Regions from separate parts of the Gossypium hirsutum genome. Here region 2 is linked to region 1. The links are chromatin contacts, called in public Hi-C maps. All regions are on one chromosome and are shown on one strand. Each heading gives the region's core, a stretch centred on a gene start, on an enhancer-like site or on the middle of the called end of the contact. The rest is flanking DNA. Distances are from core to core; before and after follow the strand shown. Region 1 holds the start of LOC107901642 (serine/arginine-rich splicing factor RSZ22). Region 2 holds the start of LOC107961713 (probable WRKY transcription factor 17).

Region 1 (4,663 bases), core at 1,510-4,009:
AACTCAAAATATTCGAAAGAAAAATAGCAAGCACACACTTTTGTCAAGCATAATCATCTGGAACTAGATGCAGACACTAGGAAGAAAAGTGAGTACAGCTTCCCAACTTTCCAACCCAACAGAAGTAGAAGACTCCAAATTTATTCTTTCTTGTCAGCTGAATGACCACAAACATGTTGAAGAAAAACAGTAAGCAAAATATCCTTGCATCTTTCAAAATATTTTACCGTCATTTTTTTTTAAAAAAGTTTACACAAAAAATAAGGTCTGTAAATTACCAATCCCACTCTTGTAAGGACCCTAAAACATCAACTTCTGTAGAACAGATATAGTACCTGCCAGAAGCAGCGTTTGAGGCAGCTCCCTCAATCCTTTTAAGATAAAGTAAGTAAAGCCACTAGAGTTTGACGAAGGTGCATCACAGCAGGAGAGATTCATTCAAACAGTAGCAACTACAGATGATGACAAATGGGACCCACAATGATCAAATATTGAAGATCCCATAGACGGGCAGCAAAGAAGCAAATCCCAGACGTGTAGAAGCAGAAAAGTAACGAGGCAAACCCAGAAGACACCTCAACACAAAAGAAAAGCATGAACTTTTTAGCAGAATTTCTTTAATGATTTCTCAATAAAATTATAGAGGTCATCGTAAGTTTTCCCCCCTACGCATAAAAAGTACTTAGCATAGATAAAGCAAATAAAACCATCATAGAAATAAGGAAAAACAGAAAGTAACTTAACCAAATCCAAGATGCTGCGGGCGTTGCCCAATTAAAACAGTAGCACTGAAGTCAACAAACTAAACACACTTAATCAGTCCCTTCACATAAGAGTTACATCCTTGCAGCACTTAACTCCTGCTCCGTCGGCGTTCCCTTGCACCATTTCTGCACCAAATTCAGTAGCAATCTTTCATGCACATATCATAATTCAAACAGCACAACAAAAATTAAACTAGGATGAACAAAGCTGTGAGCGTGATCAAATCAGATGGGTAACCAAAATTTAACTAGTTTGATGCACTTGCTCATTATTGATGAAAAAGACAACATTAAAAAAAGCCTTTCCAGCTACTAGCATAAAGTTCAAGGAAGTTCACCCATTAGCATATGGCAATTCCTCACGACCACGGTATGGTGGAGACCTGCTGTAGCTACGACCACGAGGAGAGGGACTGCGACGCCTAGGGGATCGTCCACGAGGACTGTAACTTCTGTTTGGAATTAAAAAGTGTCATTCGATTGTAAAACTTCAATCAATCATGAATAGAAGGCAATGTTTTGCTTAGGAGGCCTTACCTGCGCCCATAGCTTGGGCTCCTACGATATCTAGGGCTGCGGCTGCGACGTCTTCCGGAACCACCACGTGTACGACATTCTCGAGCAAAATGACCAGCCTCACCACACTCGTAGCACTTCAAATCAGAACCACCCGACCGTCCCCGACCACCTCCACCTCCGCCTCCGCCTCCACGTCCTCCTCTGCCTCTAGAATTATGAGAAAGCTCAACTCTCCAGCCATTCTTGCCTAAATCCAAATATGAGACTTATAAAGCTAGTATAGTCTGTGAATCTCAAATGATAACTGTATGCTTGTTAAAAGATGCTATTAAGAAAACAAAAATCAGAAACTAGCAACTGGATGGATGAATGAGATAAAACCATGTCCCACCAACAAGTTTTACAGAATTTTGAATTAATATATAAAACTAAATTGGAGAAATGTCAAACATAACACAGCCACATGGGCAGCTTAATTCTGGTCTAACAGCTCACACAAACTTCCTCCACAAATAGACATGAAGGTTAAACGCTGTTAAAGGCACATTCTTCATTAAAAAAATCCAAATCTAAAGAATTATGAGACTATCAAATTATGAATTTCATCACTAATCTTTCTTATTCATAAAGGAGCAGATCAATAACAATGCATTAGCTCCTAACCAAGGAGGAATACTTAGAAAAATAAAAACTAGGTTGGCATAATTTGTTTCCAATACAAAAAAATAAAAAATAAAAACCCACAACTAACAAGACAGAAAATTTAGGATGCAATTAGTGTCATAATCAGAAATGAGGAAATCTGGTTGGAATACCATCTAATTCACGAATTGCATCCTCGGCGTCTCTGTGATCATCAAAGTCAATGAAAGCGTAACCTGGTGGCCTTCTAGCAACCCACACACTGCAATATATATCAAATCAGAAAGACGAAATTGGATAAAATTATGACAGAAAAACGTGCTGGAAAGGTGCATATTACAAACAATTGTTGCTCACAATGTAGCAGTAAAAAAGAAGACAAAAAGAAAAGAGAGGTACAACAATATTATTCTACCTTCGAATAACTCCAAAGACACGAAACTCGTCTTCAAGATCTCGCTCCGAAACTCGTGGGTCAAGGTTACCCACGTAAACTCGAGACATTTCTTTTTTTCTCCAAAGAAACCTATCAAAACAAATTTCACGTTATTTCAAGTCTCACTTCAATACCAAAATCCCCAAAAAACAATTGTAAAACCTAACAACGAAATAAATCAAGATAGATGTAAAAACAAACTGCCAAAATTGAACGTAAAAGAGAGATCTAAAAGTTAAACCTGGTGAGTTGCGAGAGAGAAGAGAAAGAAACCCTAGCAGTAGCAGCGGGGGAAATTAGGGATTTTGATTTTTTAGAAAAAGAAAAAAGAGTTATGAACGTCGAAATTAAAAAAGAAAAACTCTTAATAGAGTTTAGAGCGCATACGAAGTTTCCAAGATTACCCTTGCTTGACAGTCTTTATTTCAGATTCAGTTCAAAACGAAAATAACGATTTTGCCCCTGTAGTATTCTTATTGAGCCATAAAGGCCACCAAGAAATAGAATGCCCAATTTGCTCAACTATTTGACCCAACCCCTTATGCTCGATGGATAGCAGTCGGTTGATTCTGTTAAATGTTGGAAAATCGATTTAATCCATCAACCCTATGCTTTAACCCATCGAATTAGGTCCTAACTATAAAATATATATATATATTGTTACCCAGTGATGCATGGGTTAGTTTATTTATTTAATATATATTTTTTAGTTAATTAAAATATTTTAAATAAAATTAAAAAATATTATCTTATAATTTAATATTAATAAATTTTAATATAACAAAAAGATATTATGAATATTATTAAATTATATGTCATAGAGAAGCTTTTTTTCTCTATGTGTTGTAAAAAAATAAATTATATGAAATCATTAAATATATATTTATATTAATAAAATTTATTTGTTGTAAAGTAAAACTCCAATTCCGTATTTATAATTTTAAAAATTTACACTATTTAAGCGTAATTAAAAATGTATAAATAATTAAATTTTAAAATCAATAAATAAAAATCAATATCTTTGTAAAATTTTAAAATTATATAATATGTATAATATTATTTTAATGACTAATTTTTATATAATATCTTATTATCATACTAAATTTTATATTTAGAAATTAAATAGTATTAAAAATTTTAAAGTAATTGATAAATTTAAATAGATAATTTTGTTAATTTTTTATATTTCGTTTAAAATATTAAATATTTTAATAATAATAATATAAATTTTATATTTATTTTTCACTTTTTTATATTATTTTTCATGGTTTTTAATTTATACTGATCTATCAATTAATTATTACCGTTTTATTAATTTTAAAATAAATTATCAAATTTTAACATTTAGAAAACCAAATATTATAATTTTTAAATGATTTTTAACAATGTTTTTTTTACATTTTTTACATCTTGATTATATATTATCAAACATTTAAAAATAGTTAAATGGATAAAATAATAAATAAATATAATAAATTACAAAATATTTACTTATATTAATTATCTTAATATGTTTGTCCTTCCGTTTAAATTTCAAATTTAAGATAATTAAATTTATCAAATTACTAAAATTTGATTTTTATTTTCAACTATATTTTTTTAAAAGTGACATTTTTGGTAAATTTTATTTATTTTTATTGGGTTTTATGTGTTCCTTATAGGTTGTCAATCTTTATAAATAGATGGAACGATTATTTTTTTTTTTAAAATCACTATGTTTGAATTTATGTGAAAAATAAAAAAGTATTCAAGGAGTAATTTAAAAAATTAAATTTAAATTTCAATAGGAAAATTTATAAAGATATTTCAAAATTAAATATTTTGAAAGGATAGTTTGGTTAGAAATATATAAAATAATTTTGTTGAACTAACTTTATTTCATAAATTATTTTGATATAATAAATATATCTTTAAAATATAAAAAATTTTTTAATAAAGAATTCAAAGCATAAATAATATTTCAAAACTTCTAAACATTTTAGAAAATGCTTTAAACACTTAAAAATATTTTTGACAAAATTTTAAAAATAAATTTAAACTCTTGAACTTAATCAAAACCATTTCTAATCAATTGAAAAACTATTCCTTACAAGAAGTATCGATGTTTTCTAAAATATATCGATACTTGTAAAATTATATCGATCTTTCATCTTTTTATCGATACCAAATCTGCTTTTTGTTTTGAATAAAAAATTGAACACAAACAATAAGTATCTATACCTTGAAAATTATATCGATACTTATTAAATTTTAACGATACCAAAAATTTATATGTAAAAATAGAATGTCGGTAATGACAATA
Region 2 (4,663 bases), core at 1,500-3,999, 370 kb after region 1:
ACTAAGCATTTAGACGAACGGTTGGTGAACAGAAATAAGGTAGACACGATAACTGCAGATTCGTCGTCAATACCAACACACACCTATATGATGATGATGATGATGATGATGATGATGACGACGATGATGATGATGATGATGATGTTATTAGCCTTTGAAGCCCTCGGCCAACCGAACCCGAACTTAAGACTTTCACTTTCTAGTTCATGAATTACAGATATGATCCCCCCGCTTTGTTTGCCCTTTTGTTTGTTTGGGTAAGAAGACAGACATGTTTGTTAACCCATGTTTATTGTTCTACTGCCTTTAGGTCTTCGGGCACCAAGGCATTTTTTCTATTCGTAATTATTTTTTTTTTTACTTTTGATATTAAATTAGGGTTTTTTTCAAATTATTTGTGAGAAATAGTTTCTTTAAAGACAATATTCAAATAAAAAAATTACCTTTCAAATCCGTCAGTTAAATAAAATTATTTGTGAGATTAAATAAATAAATGTGCTATAGTCTCTGTAATTTGCCATCTAAGCATTCTTGTATTTCCCCCAGGTCATGTTCAATGCGGTTTTGGAGAATGCTTGTAGTGAGCAAGGAGCAAGGATGTCTGCTATGGATAGCTCAAGCAGAAATGTCGGCGACATGCTTGATCGCCTGACTCTTACATATAATAGGTCTTGTGCCTCCCTTGTTTTCATATACATTAACTTTCATATGAATTGGTTTATACACTTCATTAGTATTCTGTTGTCACTTATGTTGCATGGAACCACATTTGTTTTACCTTTTATTCCTTTTTCATAGCTGAAGTATATTGTTTTTTTGGTCATATTTGTGTTTCAGAACCCATCAAGCTTCAATCACCACGGAGTTGATTGAGATTATATCTGGAGCATCAGCACTGGAAGGTTAATTTCAAATATTTTTCACTGCTAGATTTTTCCAGACGGTAATGACATAAAATGTCAGTGCACTGTTTGTTTCTCTATAGGTTAATCCATTTTCATCAGAAAATCCCAGTCCATCCAAATTACAGGATGGTACTGAAGGAATAAATCTCAGAATTTGTGCTGCTAATGCTATATATTTTCTTAATAATATTTCAGGAAATTTTATATTTATTACATTAAAATATTGATAATTGAGGAAATAAACTCTACTGATTAATTGTGTTCATAATATTTGGAATAAAAAAGTAATTTGCATTACTACAGTATGCAATGGTAAGTAGAGTGTTTGTCGAAGTATAGACCAGTAATAGAAATCACCTTGGGGTAATCTAACTTCCTGAAATCTGAAGTTCAATAGAAGCATGTCATGACACGATAACAAACAAATTTATTATACATAATTTTTTTTCTTGATTTATTTATGTGTTCTTGTTACTGTAAAATAACATATACAGCATGAATTAGTGTAAAAAGAAAAAATGGAAGGGTTAAGAAAAGAATTACCGGCACCATCCGGTTTTGTAGAAAAACTAAAAATAAAAAAAGTTGGTCAACTGTTTTATATTAATAAAAAGGGAAGGACTACACGTGATTCCCGACTTTTAGTCAGCTTTGAGCCTGTCTTTGAAATTCTTGTTCATGTAATATTTGTTTAAATCTAACATATTTCAACTTTTTATCAACAGATTTGATTGGCTTAAGACTTTTTCAATATGAATTAAAAAAAAAAGAACTAACACTAGTGTTTCTAGATATCATCCATTCAAGTTTTGTTTTGTCTAATATGAAAATTGATTTAAATTTTGCCATTCCTTTTGAGTTTCAAGGCGAAAGGATAATATAAAAACTAAAATTGACTTCACCCATCACCTAAGAGTTCGATCAAACCTTAACCCATGCCTATAAATATTTGCATGTCAAGAAAGGAAAATTAAAATGAAGTATGATACATAACGACTCCTCTTCTCCATGCCTAAGGAGGAAAAACTCATGTACCAACTTCGAAATAAAACGAATATAAAAGAAACCTAAATTTGATTAGTAATAGCGAGAGCTTCTACTTTATATGTTCATTGTCAACGTTGTTGAGTTATTTCAAACCCCTCATTTTCTCCTTTGGACCAAAACCAAATCTTACATCACCTTGGGTCCAAAACTTCCAAGAAAAACAACAACAACACGATACAAAAGCAATTTGGTTTAATTTTGGTCTTGCTCTCTCTTCTCTTTCCTTTTAATCTAAAAAATCTACTCCAAATTAATAATTCAAGTTGAATTGATAATCATTATAAAAAATTTATCTTTAAATTGGATTACATATTAAATTTAAAATTATATTTCTTTAACACGGTTTTAAATATATATAACGAACCATAGATTTTGGGTGGCTTTATATTGGCCATAGAATCAACTTTATTTTACAAAAATGCTATATAAGCCAGTTTAATTAAAGTTTTTAGATTGCACGTCAATTATTAAATTAGAAAATAAAACTAGAGATTAAATTTAAAATGTGTAATCAGTACAGGGACTGAGAATACAATTTAGACCCAACAATTATCAAAGCTTTCTCCAAGAAATTCTTAAAATCAATCTTAGCCGTTGGACTAAAACTCCACTATGGATTCCCATCATTTCTATTACCCGGTCACCCGGTCATCGTTCAACCTTTATAATCAACCCTTGTTGCTCCCTCAGCTCTAACTCTTTGCCTTCCATCTTCTTCCCTTCCTTTTTCTCAGGCTTCAATAACTTGCTGACCTCTCAAGTTACCTTCCCTGCAAAGCTTCGTTTCTGTTTCTTTGACCTCAAAATGGCGGTGGATCTGATGAGTTTTCCGAAGATGGATGATCAGATGGCGGTACAAGAGGCTGCATCGCTAGGCTTGAAGGGCATGGAGCACCTGATCCGTCTCCTTTCTCACCAGTCCAACAACGTCGACTGCACCGACCTCGCCGATCTCACCGTCTCTAAATTCAAAAAGGTCATCTCACTTCTCAACAGAACCGGTCACGCCCGGTTCAGACGCGGGCCGATTCAACCCCTTTCTTCCTCGTCTTCCCCCTCGACATCATCCTCTGCTTCTCTGTCTGTTCCGAATTCTCAAAACAATCTAACTCTAACTTCTGCTGCGATCTCAACGCCGGCGACCATAAATACGGCGGTGGTCGGTACTTCGGTTATCAGTCCTTCTAGCTTCGTTCAATCGCAGCCGCAGAGTTTGACTCTGGACTTCACAAAACCTAATTTGTTTGGCTCCAACGGTAAAAGTACCGAGTTGGAGTTCACAAAAGAAAGCTTTAGCGTTTCCTCTAACTCTTCGTTTATGTCTTCTGCCATCACCGGAGACGGCAGCGTCTCGAACGGGAAGCAGGGATCATCTCTATTCTTGGCGCCGGCGCTGGCCGTTTCGACGGGAAAGCCGCCGCTATCGTCGACACCGTTCAAGAAGAGATGCCATGAACATGACCACTCCGATAACGTTTCCGGCAAGATATCTGGCTCCGGCAACAGCAAGTGCCATTGCTCAAAGCGAAGGTATATAATATTGTTTTCCTAGTTTTATCCTCCAATTCATGGCATATTTTAACCGTCAGTTTAGGTTTTTGACTTTTATGGGATACCGTAAACAAAATTCAAAGTCGAATAATTTAAAGTAACTTAATGAGATAACTCGAGTCGAGTTGCTTTGAAACCGGCCGAGTTTAGCTGGAATCAATATCATGTAGATCGTGGGGCGAATTATTGGTCAAAGCCTGGGGGGTTGTTGAACAGTTTAGGCATATTAAATGATAGAGCGCGCGCGGTAACCAGAAAAGCTGTAAATTTAATTGGGAGTGGCAATCAAATTTCTGAACCTCGGTGTTACAACTATTTTGTCTTATGAGATGCTTTTCAAGTTTGACTTTTCTTTTTGGTTAAATATATGGGACCATAGAACTGGCGGTGCATGATAGGGAATCCTACTCCACTTTATTTATTATTTTAGGTCAAATTATTGCTTACGGTTTGTGTATTGGTTACTTGAATAATTTTCAGGAAAAATAGGGTGAAGAAAGTAATAAGGGTTCCTGCCATAAGTTCGAAGATCGCCGATATTCCACCAGACGAGTATTCATGGAGGAAATACGGGCAAAAGCCAATCAAAGGCTCCCCATTCCCGCGGTATCCTGCTGTTCTTCCTTTTTCAATGTGCAACTTCATATCATTAGATCAAACGGTTGATAATTTGTGTTTTGACTTATTTTCTCAGAGGATATTATAAGTGCAGTAGCGTTAGAGGGTGCCCCGCGAGGAAACACGTGGAGCGAGCCCCCGATGATCCGTCAATGTTGATTGTAACGTACGAAGGGGAGCACCGACACACTCAACCCGCAATGCACGAGAATATGGCTCCTGCCGTGGGAATGGACTGGACTTCGAGTCAACGTGATAATAAGCAAATATTAATCTAAGTTAATTTATACATAAAAAAAGAGTTTAGTGGTGTTTTGTAATATTTTGGAGTAGGTTGGGGCAATTGGATGTAAATAGGTATTGTACTAATTGTAATGCCAAATTAAAAAGTAGACTGACAAAGTCGTTGAGATTATGCTTAAAGCAAAAGTTCTTTCTCTCTCTTCTCTACTGTGTGGATGCAACGAATGAGATTCTGTGACAGTGAAGATTATATATTTTGAGGCGTTAAAAATTAATAATTATCTCTATTTTTTAAAAGG

Evidence for each region. A called contact is a pair of places that touch in the nucleus more often than the background predicts.
Region 2: a contact with region 1 is called in a Hi-C map of leaf, with 3 times the contacts expected there. The contact joins the promoter of LOC107961713 here to the promoter of LOC107901642 in region 1. A contact is called at or near these places in 16 of 34 Hi-C or Micro-C datasets (anther, callus, fibers and 4 more).

Annotation. Positions count from the first base shown.
Region 1 is chrD06:26,011,056-26,015,718 of Gossypium_hirsutum_v2.1, forward strand. LOC107901642 (serine/arginine-rich splicing factor RSZ22) reads right to left here and starts at 2,760. Exons shown (of 6, transcript XM_016827713.2): 1 at 2,603-2,760; 2 at 2,341-2,451; 3 at 2,099-2,187; 4 at 1,302-1,530; 5 at 1,103-1,216; 6 at 592-890. The coding sequence starts at 2,429. The coding sequence ends at 854. LOC107901640 (probable cyclic nucleotide-gated ion channel 14) reads right to left here and starts at 544. Exons shown (of 8, transcript XM_041095428.1): 1 at 336-544.
Region 2 is chrD06:26,383,361-26,388,023 of Gossypium_hirsutum_v2.1, forward strand. It overlaps LOC107961713 (probable WRKY transcription factor 17), which reads left to right and starts at 2,750. Exons shown (of 3, transcript NM_001327715.1): 1 at 2,750-3,482; 2 at 3,984-4,109; 3 at 4,198-4,462. The coding sequence starts at 2,758. The coding sequence ends at 4,372. LOC107963026 (ATP synthase subunit gamma, mitochondrial) reads left to right here. Exons shown (of 6, transcript XM_016899626.2): 5 at 547-668; 6 at 838-1,111. The coding sequence ends at 907.